Linked DNA regions of Mus musculus: region 1 is linked to region 2. The links are chromatin contacts, called in public promoter capture Hi-C maps. All regions are on one chromosome and are shown on one strand. The core of a region is the stretch at or near the end of the contact, and the rest is flanking DNA. Distances in the headings are between cores, read along the strand shown. Region 1 holds the start of Snx9 (sorting nexin 9). Region 2 holds the start of 1700102H20Rik (RIKEN cDNA 1700102H20 gene).

What was found. Promoter capture Hi-C pulls out the DNA fragments that hold promoters and counts their contacts.
Region 1: a promoter capture Hi-C map of liver shows a contact between it and region 2, with 7 times the contacts expected there. The contact joins the promoter of Snx9 here to the promoter of 1700102H20Rik in region 2. A contact is called at or near these places in 2 of 39 promoter capture datasets (cranial neural crest and liver) and 1 of 9 other capture datasets (adipose tissue).

The regions. Positions count from the first base shown.
Region 1 is chr17:5,840,016-5,843,483 of GRCm38.p6, forward strand. Snx9 (sorting nexin 9) reads left to right here and starts at 1,309. Exons shown (of 18, transcript NM_025664.6): 1 at 1,309-1,531. The coding sequence starts at 1,520.
Region 2 is chr17:3,556,537-3,559,930 of GRCm38.p6, forward strand. It overlaps 1700102H20Rik (RIKEN cDNA 1700102H20 gene), which reads left to right and starts at 1,288. Exons shown (of 2, transcript NR_045303.1): 1 at 1,288-1,368; 2 at 3,007-3,327. It overlaps Tfb1m (transcription factor B1, mitochondrial), which reads right to left and starts at 1,219. Exons shown (of 7, transcript NM_146074.3): 1 at 1,045-1,219. The coding sequence starts at 1,177.

The sequences.
Region 1 (3,468 bases), core at 59-2,558, 2.3 Mb after region 2:
GCCATGGAGGGCAGCTGCTTACTGGTTTGTCCCCCAGGGCTTGATTAGCCTGCTTTCTTACAGCAACAAGGGCCACCAGCACAGATGTGGGCTGGGCGACATAGCTGGGCCTTCACACACCTTTAATAATCAAGAAAATACACCACAGGCATGACTGAAAGTCAATCTGGTGTTTTTTGTTTTTGTTTTCCCCTAGATGAGGTCCCCTACTTCTAACATGACTCTAGCCTTTGTCAAGTAGACATGACACTAGCTAGCAGTAACACACACACAGACACAAGAATATTTCCATGCCTGACTATAGCATTGATACACACAAACATCCACAGAAAACTCTGAATTACCACTTAAACACTATTTTTGGCTGTAACTTGCAAATTCTCTGGTCAGTAAAAAAAAACATTTTTTTTTCCCCAGTGCTGGGGTGCAAACACCTATGTGTCATTCTTTCTACCACCCCCAGTCCTAGAAGCTACAAATTTGACAGTAAAATTAAATATCAACTTCCTGGGATAAGAGAGTCGATTTTATTTGTCTAGAAGATGCATCCTTATTATAAACAACTGCATTAAACTATTGCACTGATTAAGGTAAATCTTCCAGTCTCATCTTTTGTGAAAGTCTCATCGATCAATTCAAACCATTCGTTTATTAATAAAACCCATACAGATCCAACTGCAGACAAACTACTCTCAATCAAAGATGTTATAATTCGGGCTTCTCTTTTAACTTAAGGAAACCTGTTGCGCCCTCAAACTTCTTGAGGCATTTTTAAACAATCCAAAGGGCAGAATTGGGTCATCTCAGGTGGAGTCCCCAAGCGTCCAGGCCCAGAAGCCCAGGCCAGATCACAGCCTCCGAGAAATCCCATGCAGCCTAGATGCAGGAAGCCATTGCTCGCCCTGGGCTGGCTTGTCCGTGTGGCGCTCGCAGTAGTCACCCCCAAGCACCCCGATCCCTCAGCAAGCCCCGCCGTGGGCCCGGGATCCCAGGCGGGTGGCTCCCGTCAGTTCCCGGGGATCACCGTTCTCCGGCTCGCAGAGAGCCGGGCCTGAGGCACAGCCCCCCTCGGCGCCGCGCCCAGCGAACGGCTCGGCGGCGGCGGCGACCAGGCCGCGACCCCGACGCCCGTCCGACCCCGCAGCCGCCGCTCCAGCCAGGGCCCTGCGCTCGGAGCCGCGGGCGGCGGGGTCGGGGCGGAGGCCGGGGCGGGCGAGGAGGCCGGGCTGCGGCCGAGGCCCCAGGCGCGCTTCCGCCGCGCACGCCGCGGTCCATGGGAGGCTTGGCCGGCGGGGGCGGGGGCCGCGCAGCCGGGACTTTCAGGAACTGCAGGCGCGGGCGGCGGCGGGAGTCGCCGAGCCGCGGGGGCCGGAGCGCCGAGAGCAGGACTGAGGCGGAGCCGCCGCGCCGGGCCGCAGCCACCGAACCGCAGACGGAGTCGACCTCCCCGCCCGCTTAGGGCCGAAGCTCCGCAGCACGGGAGACCAGCCGGCCCGCCGGGGCCGGGGAACCGCCCGCCATGGCCACCAAGGTGAGGGGCGCGCGGCGCAGGCCGGACCGGCCGTTCGGCTCCGCGGCGCCGTGGCGAGGCCGAAGCGCCCCGACGCGTCGCTCGCGAGCTCCCCCCACCCCTCACCCCGCGACCTCGGGCACCAGAGCGGGGTCACGCCGAGCGCTGGGGTCCGCTCCCCCTGGGCGGCGGCGGCTCCGCAAAGTTTGCACCTGAGCGGAGACGGGCGCCCCGGCACGCGGAGTTCCCGTAGCCCCGGAGCAGCGCGCGGGCCACTCGGACGCTGCCGCTCCGCACTGAGCCTGGCGCCTGCCTCCTTCCTCCGTACGGCAGCCCGGCGCTCGAGCCGGGCGGGGAGGACGCTGCAGCCTCCGGGAGTCACGCTCCCTCCGCGTCCACTGCCTTCCAGGCTCTCATTTTTTCCTTTTGGTTTTGGCTGGCTTTTTCTGTTTGAATGGGACGTTTTCGGAGCGAATAAAGTATCAAGAGGGAAATGACTGTGCTTTTAGATTACGTGTTTGCCGGCAGAAAAAAAAGAAAAAGAAAGAAAGAAAACATAAAAGGCCCAGGCCCCAACTGCTTAGTGGAACTTTGGTTCCTGCTTGGTAAATGGCCAGGAATCTTGGTTTGCTTATTTTTTTGTTATTGTTTGTGAAATTAGCAGTCCGTTTTTGCTATCTGAGTCTGCAAAAACAAAACAACAACAACAAAAATTAGTTTCTCCTGTTCCTTTTTCTTGTGCGGTTTCAGTAGTCACTTGGGAATGAAATAGCCACCGGGAAAAGCCTAAGCCTTGGAAGTGAGGACCTGGGGTGGGAGGCACCATAGGTGAACCTCTGATAGACCTGCGATGTGCGGGTAGCAGACAGACTGGTACTCGGAGCTTTGATTATGTCACCTTTACAAACAGCGTGCCTTTTCCAGATTTATTTTTGACACGTCTAAGCTACTTCTGGCTTGATGAAAACTTTTTTTTTTTTTTAAAGATGGGTGTTTATAGAAGGTATAGGAAAGTGTTAAGGAATTTGGAAGGTCAGAAGTGCCTGATTTCATTTAGTCTGTTGAAGTTGGGGCCCAGAAAAATTCATTTTCTCTGTCCTGACTCTGTCTAGGTGTAGTGTTTATATGTAAATGAAGCTTCTTCAGAAACCTACTGCTACTGTTGAAATAATTGCCTTGTTAGTAGTATATCTGAGCAGTTGTTGCTTGGTTTTCCTAGATATAAGACAACTACCTACCTTTCAATATACTTATATTGTGACAAACTTTGTTGGAGATGAAACCTAATTTAAGCAGAGGATTTTTGAGGTTTGTTGCCTAGACATTTCAGAAATTGAAAATTCAATTACAGAGTTATCTTGCAACATTGACAATGATTTGTGACATAGACCCTATTCTGTAATATTTGTACTGATCTGAGGCATGCATGCCTACTTCAGCTTAGCAAGTAATGCATATATCCAAGCAGAGGAAAAAGTTTTATTTGATGGTGGCGAAGCCTTATGTTTCCAGTGAAAAAGCACGGCTGTCCTTGGGCTGAAATTGAGGTGCCTGTGACCCCTCTGCACACTGCCTCACTACCTGTGTAAGCACTTCCTACTTGTTATCTGCTTCTGAAGGCAAATTCCAGCTCTCCTGGCTGCCTGTTGGTGCCCTTCCCTAGTTTGTAATCACAGTTCCAAGAGGCCGCATCCCCAGGTGGACCAGAGGACAAACCACTGCCCTCTGAAGAAAGGGGCTGGTTGGGAAAGCCTCGTTAAAGGGAACTCCTCTGCGCTTTTCTCCGTTTGTGTGTCAAAGCAAAGCTCATTTTTGAGTTGGTCCCTGAAAGACACACCTCTTCCCTTCCCCACAGCTGAAGAGTTGGAGTTCTTCCCTTCCTTGAACCCTGTAGGTGGTCAGGTGTACTTAGCAAGGACTGATGATGGACTCAATGACGTTTAAGCCCAAGTAGTGCC
Region 2 (3,394 bases), core at 38-2,537:
AAGGCAGGAGGGCCAGACACTCAATAACACCTGCCATGTAGTGAGCTTGAGGCCAGCCTTAGACATAGGAGACTGCATTTCAGCAGAGAATGGTGCTTATATTTAGCATGTGCTTATATTTAGCATGACTGGGAGAGGATGCTAGAACCAAAGAATCTAAAAGTAGGCATCCTAAGGTCCTTGTAGGCCTTTCTATCAAATAAGAGATGAGAAAACTTAAGTGGAGTTAACTGTTTTACCCAAATTCTACGGGTCGAATAAAGGCTCCAAAAACAAGAAATAAAAGTAACTTATGCTTTGTGGTCCATGCAATCAAAATTGATTTTGGGGACGGAGTGTGTGTATGACACACTTACCCTTTTAACTTGAGGGGGTTAACATGCTAAGTACTCCAACAGTCAGCTAGCACCTTTATTTGCAACAGATGGATCTTATTCTCAAGAGGAGAGCATTACTATGACATGGGTGGTAAGTAAACCAACAAACACCTGTGAAAACTCATCAAAACATGGGTGTCAAACTGGTGACCTTCACCCTATATAAGTTTAATCGCATAAAAGTAATTTTTAAAGAAGCCGGAGAATGTCAACTTATTAACTGCAAACTCAGGGCTGTTGTTGGGACGGTGGTCCCAGCATTGGCACAAGGTAGCTGTAGGCGCCGTTTGGTTAGTATGACTTTACAGAGCGAATCTCCAGTCCCTAGAGGGATCCCTAGACTTAAGTGAACGTTTATCCTATTTACTCTCTTGGTTTCGTTTTTGAAAGAGTCCATCTGTTTCTAACTGGCGGCAATCCTCCTGCCTCTGCTCCTCGAGTGCTGAGCTTACAGACGCGCTTTACTGAGCCGGGCTAACGAGAGGCAGGTTGGCGCATCATAAAGCGCGCGGGAAACATCTCCCGCCCGCAAAGCGGTCGACCAGTCGTCGCCCTAGCCCGCGAGGACCGGAGGAGCAGCGCTTGACTGACAGCCGCCCGCCCCAACCCGCTCCATCACCCGGCCGCGCCCACCACGGAGACCCGGGCGAACTGACGACTCAGCCACCTGTCAGCCTCAAGTCCAGGAGGAAATTCTGGGAAAGCTGTTTCACCGCTCGCAGTCCGAACAACTTAATGATCTCCCGAATGGTGGGCAACGGGGGAAGGCGGAAAGTGCCGAGCTTCCCCGAGGCAGCCATGAGAGACCCACATACACAGCCACGCGCAGCGGCTGGAAAGGTGCACGGCGCGCAGGGGGTGGGACCTTGGAGAAGACTGCCCGCCTCTGAGGCCACCTGGTTGGATGGAGAAACCTGCCGGAAATGACGAAACTGACAGGAAGTCTGTATGTACTGGGAGCTCAGGACGCGTCAGGCCGAAAGCGGTGCAGGTTGGGAGAGGAGAGGGGGCGGAGGCTAGGAGGCGTGGTCTTTGTAACCTCTGGGAGGCTCCGCAGGCCTTTGACATTCCAAAGGCTTGACTTTTGATTTGTAGCAGGAAAGATGGTGATTGGTTGCTTGCTGTTTGTAGACTGGTTACCGCCCCACCCCCGTAGGCTAGATACTTTTTATTTCTTCGCGTCCATTACTTCTTTCAGAACTTAGTTCCATAGAGAACTATAGGCTTATTTAAGGTAAGCCTGCTGAAAACCGAGTTTAAGACTTAGACTTTAGAGCAAATGGCTGAATGCCAGCCCGTTAACAGCACCCCAGCTTTAACCAATAGCAAGAGACCAACTGACTCAAGTAAAGCAAAAAGCTAACCGTAACCAACTAAACTGTGTCTCTAGATAATTTCTCTTTTCTTGTCATTGAACAATGTCCATTTTCTGGCCGGAGTTGTTTGAAAGAATTCCAAGGGCTGCCTAATTTTAGAATGGTGAATGAAAGCCATTCTGGGTCTTTAAATATGCTGTAATTTTGTCTCTTGAGCTAAGCACTTTAAACTTCGAGAAGTGTTTTTGATACCACTTGTTACTATTTCATATTCCCTTTTAAATCTCTCAGGTGTAGTCTTGCGAAACAGGACACATATTGCTAACTTCCGATTAAAACAGGATCAAGAAAGCCCTGCGAGGCCACGAATTTCGTAAAGCTGGAAGTTCACAGATTCCAGCTGTAGTCTAGTGCATGCGCGGTGGCTGCTGTTTTTAAGCAATGCCAGCAAGGTCAGCATCAGGACCACTCTTTTAGCCTTTGAAGCTTTTTCTAAAAGCTCATTCATGCTGCAAGCATTGTGGTCTCTCCACTGCTCTCAGAGTGAACCATAAAGGGGTTGCTCTTTTAAAAAGCTCAACTAAAAGAAATGTGTGCCAGGTCTCACAACTGAGTGGTTTGGAATTATTCGCTCACTAATTGTTACCATACAGATTCGGGTAGATTTTATTATTACGTAGTGGTGAAAGTGAGACTTGGGGCGGTTCAGCCACTTTCCCACACTTCAGAGTGGAAACGGAAGGCTTACTCATCAGGCAGGGAATCCAATGGAGAAAGGCTATTTGAGGGTTAAAATCCAAGTACCAAGAGAAGACAAATAGGTTCTGTCTTCCTGTGATGTCTGAGAACACAAGAAAGAAATGAAAACTTTTAAAATATTTTTCATAAGTGGGAAGATTTTTACTTTTTTCCGTCTGATTTCACTTGGTTATAAGTGAATTACACATCGTTTATGGTTCTGGTAGTTTAAAAAAAAAAAAAAAAAAAAAGCTAATGTAAAACCAGACCACTCTGGGCCGTGTGGAGAAGTAAAAAGTCCACATATCCACTTTAGTGGTTGCTAGATCAGCAGAAACCATGGGCTGACTGATGTATCTCTTTTAGAAAGTGAGAATGTGGTGGCAATTCCCCAAAGTGTCATAAAAAAACTTTGATTTGATATTTGATTCAGAGATAATATTCTCCATAAAACACTATACCTAGAAGGTGTCTATTCAGGCAATTGGGCTTTGTTTGGATGGTTGGTAGGTTTTGTTTTGTTTGTTTTTTTACCTTTGTGTTCCTTTGGAAATGTTATTATTCCTATACTGCAGGGAAGAAATACCAGCAAGTACAGTCATTCAACCTACCCAGGGTCACCAGCAATGCATCTAGAGAAGATACCCCGAGTTCTTCACGTTTCAAGTTCCAAGTTCAGTAGCCAAGCTTCTCAAATACTGTATCAACTGAAATTATTTTAAGTTAATTAACATGTTCATTTTGTGTTATTTAAATGTATAGAAATATGAAATTAGGTGTAGACTTAGATCTACAGTTTTCATATGACTACTAAAATCACACAATAAAAATATGCAAACCCACCAAACCAACACACATGGCTTTATTATTTTATAATAAAGATGCCATAAAAATCACTACTCTTTCTGTTGTCTGGATTCATTTCTAGTTCAACTCATTCGTGTTGTAGTGTATCACATATAG